Linked DNA regions of Cricetulus griseus: region 1 is linked to region 2. A link is a contact called in public Hi-C data. All regions are on one chromosome and are shown on one strand. The core of a region is the stretch at or near the end of the contact, and the rest is flanking DNA. Distances in the headings are between cores, read along the strand shown.

Evidence for each region. A called contact is a pair of places that touch in the nucleus more often than the background predicts.
Region 1: a Hi-C map of the CHO-K1 cell line shows a contact between it and region 2, with 2.6 times the contacts expected there. The contact joins the promoter of Lhx6 here to the enhancer-like site in region 2. A contact is called at or near these places in 2 of 8 Hi-C or Micro-C datasets (both in the CHO-K1 cell line).

Annotation. Positions count from the first base shown.
Region 1 is chr6:147,983,101-147,987,083 of CriGri-PICRH-1.0, forward strand. It overlaps Lhx6 (LIM/homeobox protein Lhx6), which reads right to left and starts at 1,727. Exons shown (of 10, transcript XM_035447002.1): 1 at 1,258-1,727; 2 at 35-106. The coding sequence starts at 1,725. The region is part of intron 22 of Dennd1a (DENN domain-containing protein 1A); the gene reads right to left.
Region 2 is chr6:147,865,719-147,869,752 of CriGri-PICRH-1.0, forward strand. It overlaps Dennd1a (DENN domain-containing protein 1A), which reads right to left. Exons shown (of 32, transcript XM_035446997.1): 23 at 843-1,193; 24 at 589-841. Among named protein-coding and RNA genes, the nearest start is that of Ndufa8, 63 kb to the right of the region's middle. Within about 2 kb of position 1,268, at least 6 of the 6 cell types and tissues checked have open chromatin away from gene starts, as enhancers often do. A contact at or near this core is called in the CHO-K1 cell line, where this site is marked.

The DNA of each region.
Region 1 (3,983 bases), core at 477-2,976, 120 kb after region 2:
ACTCAGGGCGGAAAACAGAGCCGAATGGACTCACCATAGCTGGCGGCGCGGTCCCTTCAAGACAGCGGGTGGTCGCTTTGCAGCCGGACCCTGGCTGGGCCATCACCTGGGGGAGGGGGAGGGAAGGCAGGCGATGGCGGCTGCTGAACTGGCTCGGAGCTGTCAGAGCCCAGCGCCTCCCCGCGCCTGTTATATAAACCGGCGGTGAACAATGAGTCCTAACTTTGTAGTGGGCATTTAAAGCCCTTCCCCACAAAAGCGGTGTCTCTCTAATGAAGCAATTTGAATTTGGATTGGGTTTTTTCCCTCTCTCTCCCCCTCTCCCTGCACTTAACCCGTGGCTCTTGAAGTAATCGCTTAGTTCCTTTGCAATCCAAGCCTCTGAGGGGGGAAAAACACACGCACACACACAAACTACCTGCAATTAGAAATTGTCGTGAATGCCCAAGATAAGAGGTAGCCAGAGTGTCAATTCCAACTGTCAATCAGTGAGATCCATCAGGCCGCCCAAAGAATTGCAAATTTGATTTTTTAATGGTAGTAATTAAAAATCGAATTTTTTTCTCCCTTCACCCCCTCCCTTCTCCTACTCTCGGTACAAAATGCAAAAAGGAGAAAAGAGAGAAAGAAAGAAAATAAAAAGGAGATGGGGGTGGTGGTGGTAGTGGTGGTGGTTGAGAAAAATAAAACCCAGAGCACTAGGAGCATCCGCCCTCCCGCCCGACGCGTGCCGCGAAATTGAAGCGGGGATATTGACACCGATTCAAACGCCTTTGGAAGAGCTAGTCCAAGGGAAGCCCGGAGCCAAAGAGGGCGAGATCGGCAAGTGAAATGAGGCCAAAAAGAGAAAAGAGAGGCCTCCTGGAGGAGGCAAGAGAACCCTCCAGACTCCCGGAGCGCCCGGGACCGGCACCGTGTCGGGATTCTCAGCGTTGCGCCGGCACAACCCCCGGCGCATCGGCGCTATCAGCGTCTATTCAGACGGACAATACTGGCCTCGCCTCCTCTTGATTCGCCTATGTCTTTGCTAAATCGCTTTTTGAGAAATTCCTCCAACATTTGCATAATGTGTTCCCGCTTTCCGCGACCCCCCCCCCCGCACCCGCTCGCGCTCTCACGCTCGTAGACACACACTCCCCGGGCTCACCCAGCACCCCTCCTCCCTGCTGCTGCCCGCCAACCGGCCGGGCCGAGCTGAATCCCGGCTCCCGCTGGCCTCGGGATCCTCGAGGCTTACCCACTCGCCAACTAGCTCACCTGGTCAGTGGCGGGGCCGCCCTCCGCCGGCAAACGGCAGCCCTCGGGCAGCGCCGGGGCGGCGCTCTCATGCTTCCAGTACATGGGCCCGGGAACGGAGGGCTCAGCCGGCGCGCAGCACGGAGAGCGGCGCGAAGTGGGGCCTGGGGCGCCCTGGGGGCAGAGGCTGTTGAGAGTGCTGGAGAGCGGAGGCTCGGGCCCCGCAGCCCCGGGCCCTGCCCCAGCCCCCGCCCCCGGCCTGAACGCAGTCCTGGCCTCTCTGGCTGCCGGCGCCACTGCCTCCTCCGAAGAAGGTCCCGACAAACTTGGAGAGGTCCCTGCAGCTGCCTCTGCGGCTGCCGCCGCCTCCTCCTCTTCCTCCTCCTCTTCCTCCTCCTCCTCTCCCTCCTCTTCGTTGTCCTCCTCCCCTTCCAGCTGCGGCGACGACCGCCCTGCCGCTGGAGCCCCGCTCCGTTCAAGATGAGTCATGCGTGACCAATCCCCTCCCTGCTAAGAAGAGCGAGACACTCACAAGGAGGCAGAGACTCAGAGACATACACACAGAGACACACTGAAACTCAGCGCTACAGAGAGACCCTTAGAACATGCTAACATACAAAGACACTGGCGGGTTTACATCCTCACAGCTCCTACTACCGCCCCTCCCTCAAGGGCACCCACCGCCCTCACACAGCCAGTTCCTAAGTGCGAGAGGAATCTGTGGTCAGCCCGTCTGCAGAGCTGGATTCCATGTGAGGCTACACTCTGTTGACGCAGTGCTGAGCCCGGCACATACGGTCGCAAATGGTTACCTGCTTACCTCCAGGTCCCGGACATCTACACACCTCTCACACTCCAGCAAAGGTATCTGTAACAACTGGTGCCTGCATGAGCTCCTAAGGGCTGAATAGGATTGGGGTCAGAGCAGAGTGTGCTGGTGGCAGTGAGAGAGTAGTTCCCCCTGATTCTTTTGGAAGGAATTGTTTGGGACATCCACCTTCAAGATTTACTTAGTTCCACTTTCTACCTTCCATGGGGCTCTAACGATAGTGAGAGTTAGGAAAAAGCAGATAGAAGGCACAGCCCTCAAACACAGAGCCCTCCATCTCAAAGGTCCTTACACTGACAAACACGAATGGACACAGTCTCCTCCGCACACAAACCGTGCCAAAGAAGTGTGTAAATTTACACCCTCTTCTAAAAAATGTGCACACTCAGATTTAGATCCAGTCCCTAACCCACCCATCACACAGACCACAATTTCCATAATTGCCCTCATTTACAGATGTAAACAGCACCCCCACAATCACTTAGACTTGTACACACAGCCATATTCAGGAGAGTTCAGGCTTCCATAGAGCTCCAAACCGTGTGTAACCTCTTGTCTATTATCTGATATCTCCTACTATGCACTGCATTCTTACAGGTGGTGGAACAAGGCACTAGGCTTATGGGAAAGCAACATACACCTTTACAAAACCAGCATTCCCAGCTGTCAGTCTCCATCTGTACAAATAGGCATAGCCAGAAGCACACATTGACACTGTTTTCTATACACCATCACAGTATTAAAAACCCACCTCCAAACCGTAGAAACACACGTATCTGTTCCTTCAGGCAGAAATAGCCCCAGCTAATGGTATCAGCCCTTGCATTCCAGTAATTTATTGCTCTCAGGCCTACAGGCATTTAGAGAGAAGAAGGGTTCTGAACCAATCTTTTATAGGAAAGAGAACAGATTATACTTTGGAAGTAGGTGAGGTATGTACATGCACACATATGTACACATACACAGTACTATTCTTGGATGCTTAAATCTGGGCTATGCATTGAAATGCTAAGCATCTTACAATCATGCTCTCATTTTCTGTGTGAGGCAGCATCCTCTCTGGTACCTATTTTACCATTTTAAACTGAGGTTTAAAGACTCAAACCCATCATAGAGCCACATGTTTAATAACTACCCAAGCCAACAACTCAAAACCAGATTCATCTACAGAGCTTATGACCTTGATTTCTCGGCTATACCCATGACTATGGCCACTTATGGTGAGCACACACACACACACACACACACACACACACACACACACACACACACACACACCGGCAACCCCCCCACATGCTTTCTATGTTTTGTCAAAAATATGGATATGATTTCTGGCTCATTAACAAAGACAACAGCACTGTCTTTGTGTCTCTCCTCTCCCTTCTTCCTCCTTCCCCCTCCCCTGGCCTCCCCTTCCCCCCTTCTCTCCTCTCCTATATCCTGGAGAGTCCAGAGGGCAATATACAGTACATGGTATGCATAGGAACCAAAAAAGACAAGGCTTGAAGGTTGTGCTGCTCCTCCAAATCTTCCTATGAAGATTTGGCAAGATCAGTTGAAATGAAATGGCAGTTGAGATTTTCATAGTTTGGGAGACAGAAGACAGTGGTCCAGGTAGAGAAATGACAGCAAAGGTCCAGTGGCAGCAAACAGATGGTGCCACTGCTATGAGGAGGAGTGGGAAGTTGATGCTCCCAGATGATGGCAATGACTATGACAATGACATAGACATAATCACCATTTGTCTGTTCTGTGTGCAACATACTCTCCAATCTGCCTAGCAACTCCATAACAATGATATGGTTGGCCTTGTTTACTGGAATCTAGACTCAGTGTTGGCACTTTATACAAACTTGTCTCCATGCAGTTCCACACCTGGATTCTGATTAGATCCTCAGGAAAATTAAAAGTAGAATAA
Region 2 (4,034 bases), core at 18-2,517:
CAGAAATTAATTCAAGGGTGAGTGATTCATCTCCTCACTCAGCTTTCATCCCCCCCCCCCACTTACTGACACCTGCTATATGCCCTGAATCATACAACAGTGGCTGCGGTGGTGGTGGTGGTGGTGGTGGTAGAGGAAGAGGAGGAGGAGGAGGAGGAGGAGGAGGAGGAGGAGGAGGAGGAGGTGGTGGTGGTGGTGGTGGCAGGGAGAATGATAAAAGTAGGTTGTCACTTACTGAAGACTTGTGCGATCACTAAGGCAGTAAGCCCCATGATAGTAACTAACAGTTGGCTTCACTACTAGAGGTTAACGGGCAAAGAAGCAAAGCAGCTCGCTCAAGGTCGCACAGGTAAGCAGCAGGGTGTAGTGAGGCGCTGTCGAGCGAATACAAACCTGGCCCAAGAGTGGAACTCTAAGCACTGAAGTTTACGAAACTTTAAATAGAACTTAGATGAAGAAAATGAAAGTCAATAGCGGAGCAGACAGACACATACCACGAGGAGGCTAGAGCTACAGACAGAAGCAGCTGTCGGGGGCCAGGCCTGGAAGGACGACCCCCCTGTGCCCCCACGGCAGGCCGGGCCTCACCTCCTTCCACCTGAGCTGCCGAAGGCTGATCTTGAGCGCTTCCAGGGATGTGCGGGCCTTGGAGCTGTCCACGGTGACCGGCCGCAGCGAGCTCGAGCCGCGCCGGTAGCCGCGGCCGCGACTCCGGGCCTTCACGAGCTGGCACAGGACCCGCGCCGGCCTCGTTGGGATCAGGGACGGCGCGGGCGGCAGCCGCCGGGCGACGCGAGCGTCGCCTTCCTCGGCCGCGCGGGTCGCGCAGGGGCCGGGTCGCGGCCTTGGGCTGCTCCTCCCGCGCCGGGCACTCCGGCTCCCCGGCCGCGCCCGCGTCCACTTTCAGCAGCGCCTCCGCCTCCGCCTTCGCCTCCGCCTCCGCCTCTGCCTCCGCCTCCGCGGCCTGCGACTTGGCCATGGCCGCCGCCGCCGCCGCCGCCGCCACCTCCCAGCTGGCCGCCAGCTCCCGCTCCGGGCTGCCGCGCTGCATGGCGCTCAGGGCCGGTGCCGGCGCCACAGCCACCGCCGCCTCCGCCGCTCCGCCGCCCCGGCCCGCGACCAAACCGCCGCCGCCACCGCCGCCGTCGCCACGCGCTCCCCGCCCGAGCCCGTTGCCATGATCGCTCAGGCTCCTGTTGACAGGGATAGTCGGGATGGGGCCCGGGAAGGGACAATCGCCCTTTGGGACGCCACGACCTCACAAGAGCGCGCGCCCACGTGACCAGGCCTGTCACAGAGGCGGCGGCGGCCATCTTGGGAGAGGACAGCGAGCCGCCAAGGTCCCAACACCTTCGGACGCTGGCCGGGAATGACTGATGGTGAGGTTGAAGATAAAAGGTGTTGAGCTCCTGTCCTGCTCCCGGAGCCTGTGAAGAGCGACATCTTTGGCAAACATGAGACTCAGTTTCCCTAGCCCTACACACCCTGGGATAATAACTCCAAGCCCACATCCATCCGTCCGTCCATCCCTTTTCCGTGAGCCTCAAACTGAGGTGGAAGGCCACCTCTGTCGGTTTTCAGGTATCTCCTACGGAATTAAGAAACCTTACAGAAGCCCAGATGCGTAGGGGACATCGACAGTTTTTTAAATACATACAATTACCGTTTTAACTTTTTAAATTTATTATTTTATGTGTATAAGTGTTTGCCTGCATGTATGTATGTGTACCATGCGTGCACCTGCTGCCCCAGGAGGCCAGAAGAAAGCATCAGATTCCCTGAAACCCAAGTTAGAGGTGGTTTTGAGTTGCCATGTGGTGCTAATCAAATCCAGGTCTTTTGGAACGGCAGTCAATGCTTTACCTCTGAGCTGTCTCTCCAGCCCTGATTTTAATTTTTAATACACAGTCCAGTGACACCAGGTACATTCATATTACTGTGCACACCATCACTACCACGGATCTCCAGAACTTTCCATATTGAAAGCATACCCATGAACTAACTCCTGGGTTCCCCACCCTGCCCCCAGCCCTGGCTACCACAGTTCTACTTTCCCCTACTTCTAATTACTGAGTACCTCTTGTGTTAGTCTAATTTGGTTTCTGAAAGTGCCAGAATTTCATTCTATCTTAAAGCTTACAAATACTGGGTGTACCTACACAGTTATTTTCTGTACACCTGTCTGTGGACTTTAGGGTTATTTTAACACCTTGACTCCTGACTAATGGTGTCTTTATATTCATGTACAAGGATTCATTTGAGCCCCTGTTTTCAATTTTTCATGGTGACTGTAATTTTGTTGTTGTTGTTACGGAGATGGTCTCTTTATGTAGCTCTGGCTGTCCCAGAACTTGTTATGTAGACTGGTCTCAATCTCACAGAGATCTGACTACCTCTGCCTCCTGAGTACTGAGATTAAAGGTGTGGGACACTATACCCAACTAAGGTTGTCGTAAAATTGTAAAGCCAATCTAGAAGGGCTCTCCTCTCTGGCCTAAGGGAGCCACATTTGGGTTGACTTGCGGTTCCAGGAAACGGAGTTAGAAAGTTGTAAGAGCAGCCTACACTGACCAGTGGCTATGACCGCACTTGGGTGAAATCTGCCTCATTTAGTTTTAAGGGTTCTGGAGAAAGGTGGCCCCTTTTCCCATTTCCCAGAAGTCCCATTGCCTTGTCCAGGAATTTTAGTGGGTAAATAAGTTGCCTCCAAGCCCACCCATAGCTTCAAGAGCACCCGGCCTCCTTTGTAGCAGCCATGGACACTTTCTTCAAGTACCTTTATGAGGAACTTGGGCCACTCATTTATGAAGCAGAATCCCAAGCCCCTCTTCCAGAGTTTGTGATACAGAACAACTTGTTGAGCCTGTGGGTGTGATTGTTAAAATTGCTCCTCTGCTGATTGGAAGGCAGCCAATGTCAAGAGCCAGTGGTGGGTTTTTGCTGGAGGCCTTTGGAGTCTCCTGGAGCTGTCCGTGGTACCCAAAAGAGGCCTTCCCTGCTCAGCCACTCTCTCCTGCACCCCAAATCCTGCCCCCCCCCCGCCCCGTGTCTCTAGCTTCAGTAGTTGCCACCATCCTCATTCACTGATGTCTGAAAATTGTCAAGGCTTGCATCCAGCAGCTAGTGGAAGTAGAAGCAAACACCCACAAGTAATCACTAAACTGAACTGGAATCCAGATGCAGAGAAGGACAAGGGAAGAGCAAAGGGGTCCAGTCCAGGCTGGCAAAACCCACAGAAACATCTGACCTGAACATCGGGGAGCTCTTGCCCCCCCCCAGACTAATAGCTTGGATACCAGCATGGGACTGAATCAGACCCCAGGAACATGGGTTTCAGTGAGGAAACCTCGGAAATCTACGGGACCTGCTGTAGTAGTTCAGTACTTATCCCTAGCATAGGTGTGGACTTTGGGAGCCCATTCCACATACAGGGATAGTCCCTAAGCCAAGACACATGGGGGTGGGCCTAGGCCCTATCCCAAAGGATATGATAGACTCTGATAACACCTTGTGGAAGGCCTCATCCTCCAGGGGGAGCAGAAAGGATATGTGGTAGGTAGGGCTTTTGTTGGGAGGGGTGGTAGAGGAGGATGGGAGGGAGAAGGGAACTGGGATTGTCATGTAAAACAATCTTGTTTCTAATTAAAATTTAAAAAAATCTGGGAAAAAAAGAAAATTGTCAAGGCTTAACAGACTGCCCCCCTCCTTTCTTAAAGCCAGTGCAACCCTAAAGTCCTGTGACTTTTACAATAAGGTATTTTTCCTCTTGCCTGTTATCACTGTTTCAGTCACCCTCTGCCTCAGGTCTGAGCTGTTGCAGCAACCTCCTCATGGTGTCCCTGTCTCTCGTCTATAATACTCCCACCCGTTCATACTGCAGCCAGAACTGCCCCCTCCTTGCTTAGAAACCTCCCCTCAAGCATATTAATTGTCTCAAGACTCTTTCCGATTTCTAGAATCATGCCCTCTCTTTGCTTCTGTGACTTAGTACACACTGTTCCCTCTGCCTGGTGACCCTTCCTTTATGTCTCTGC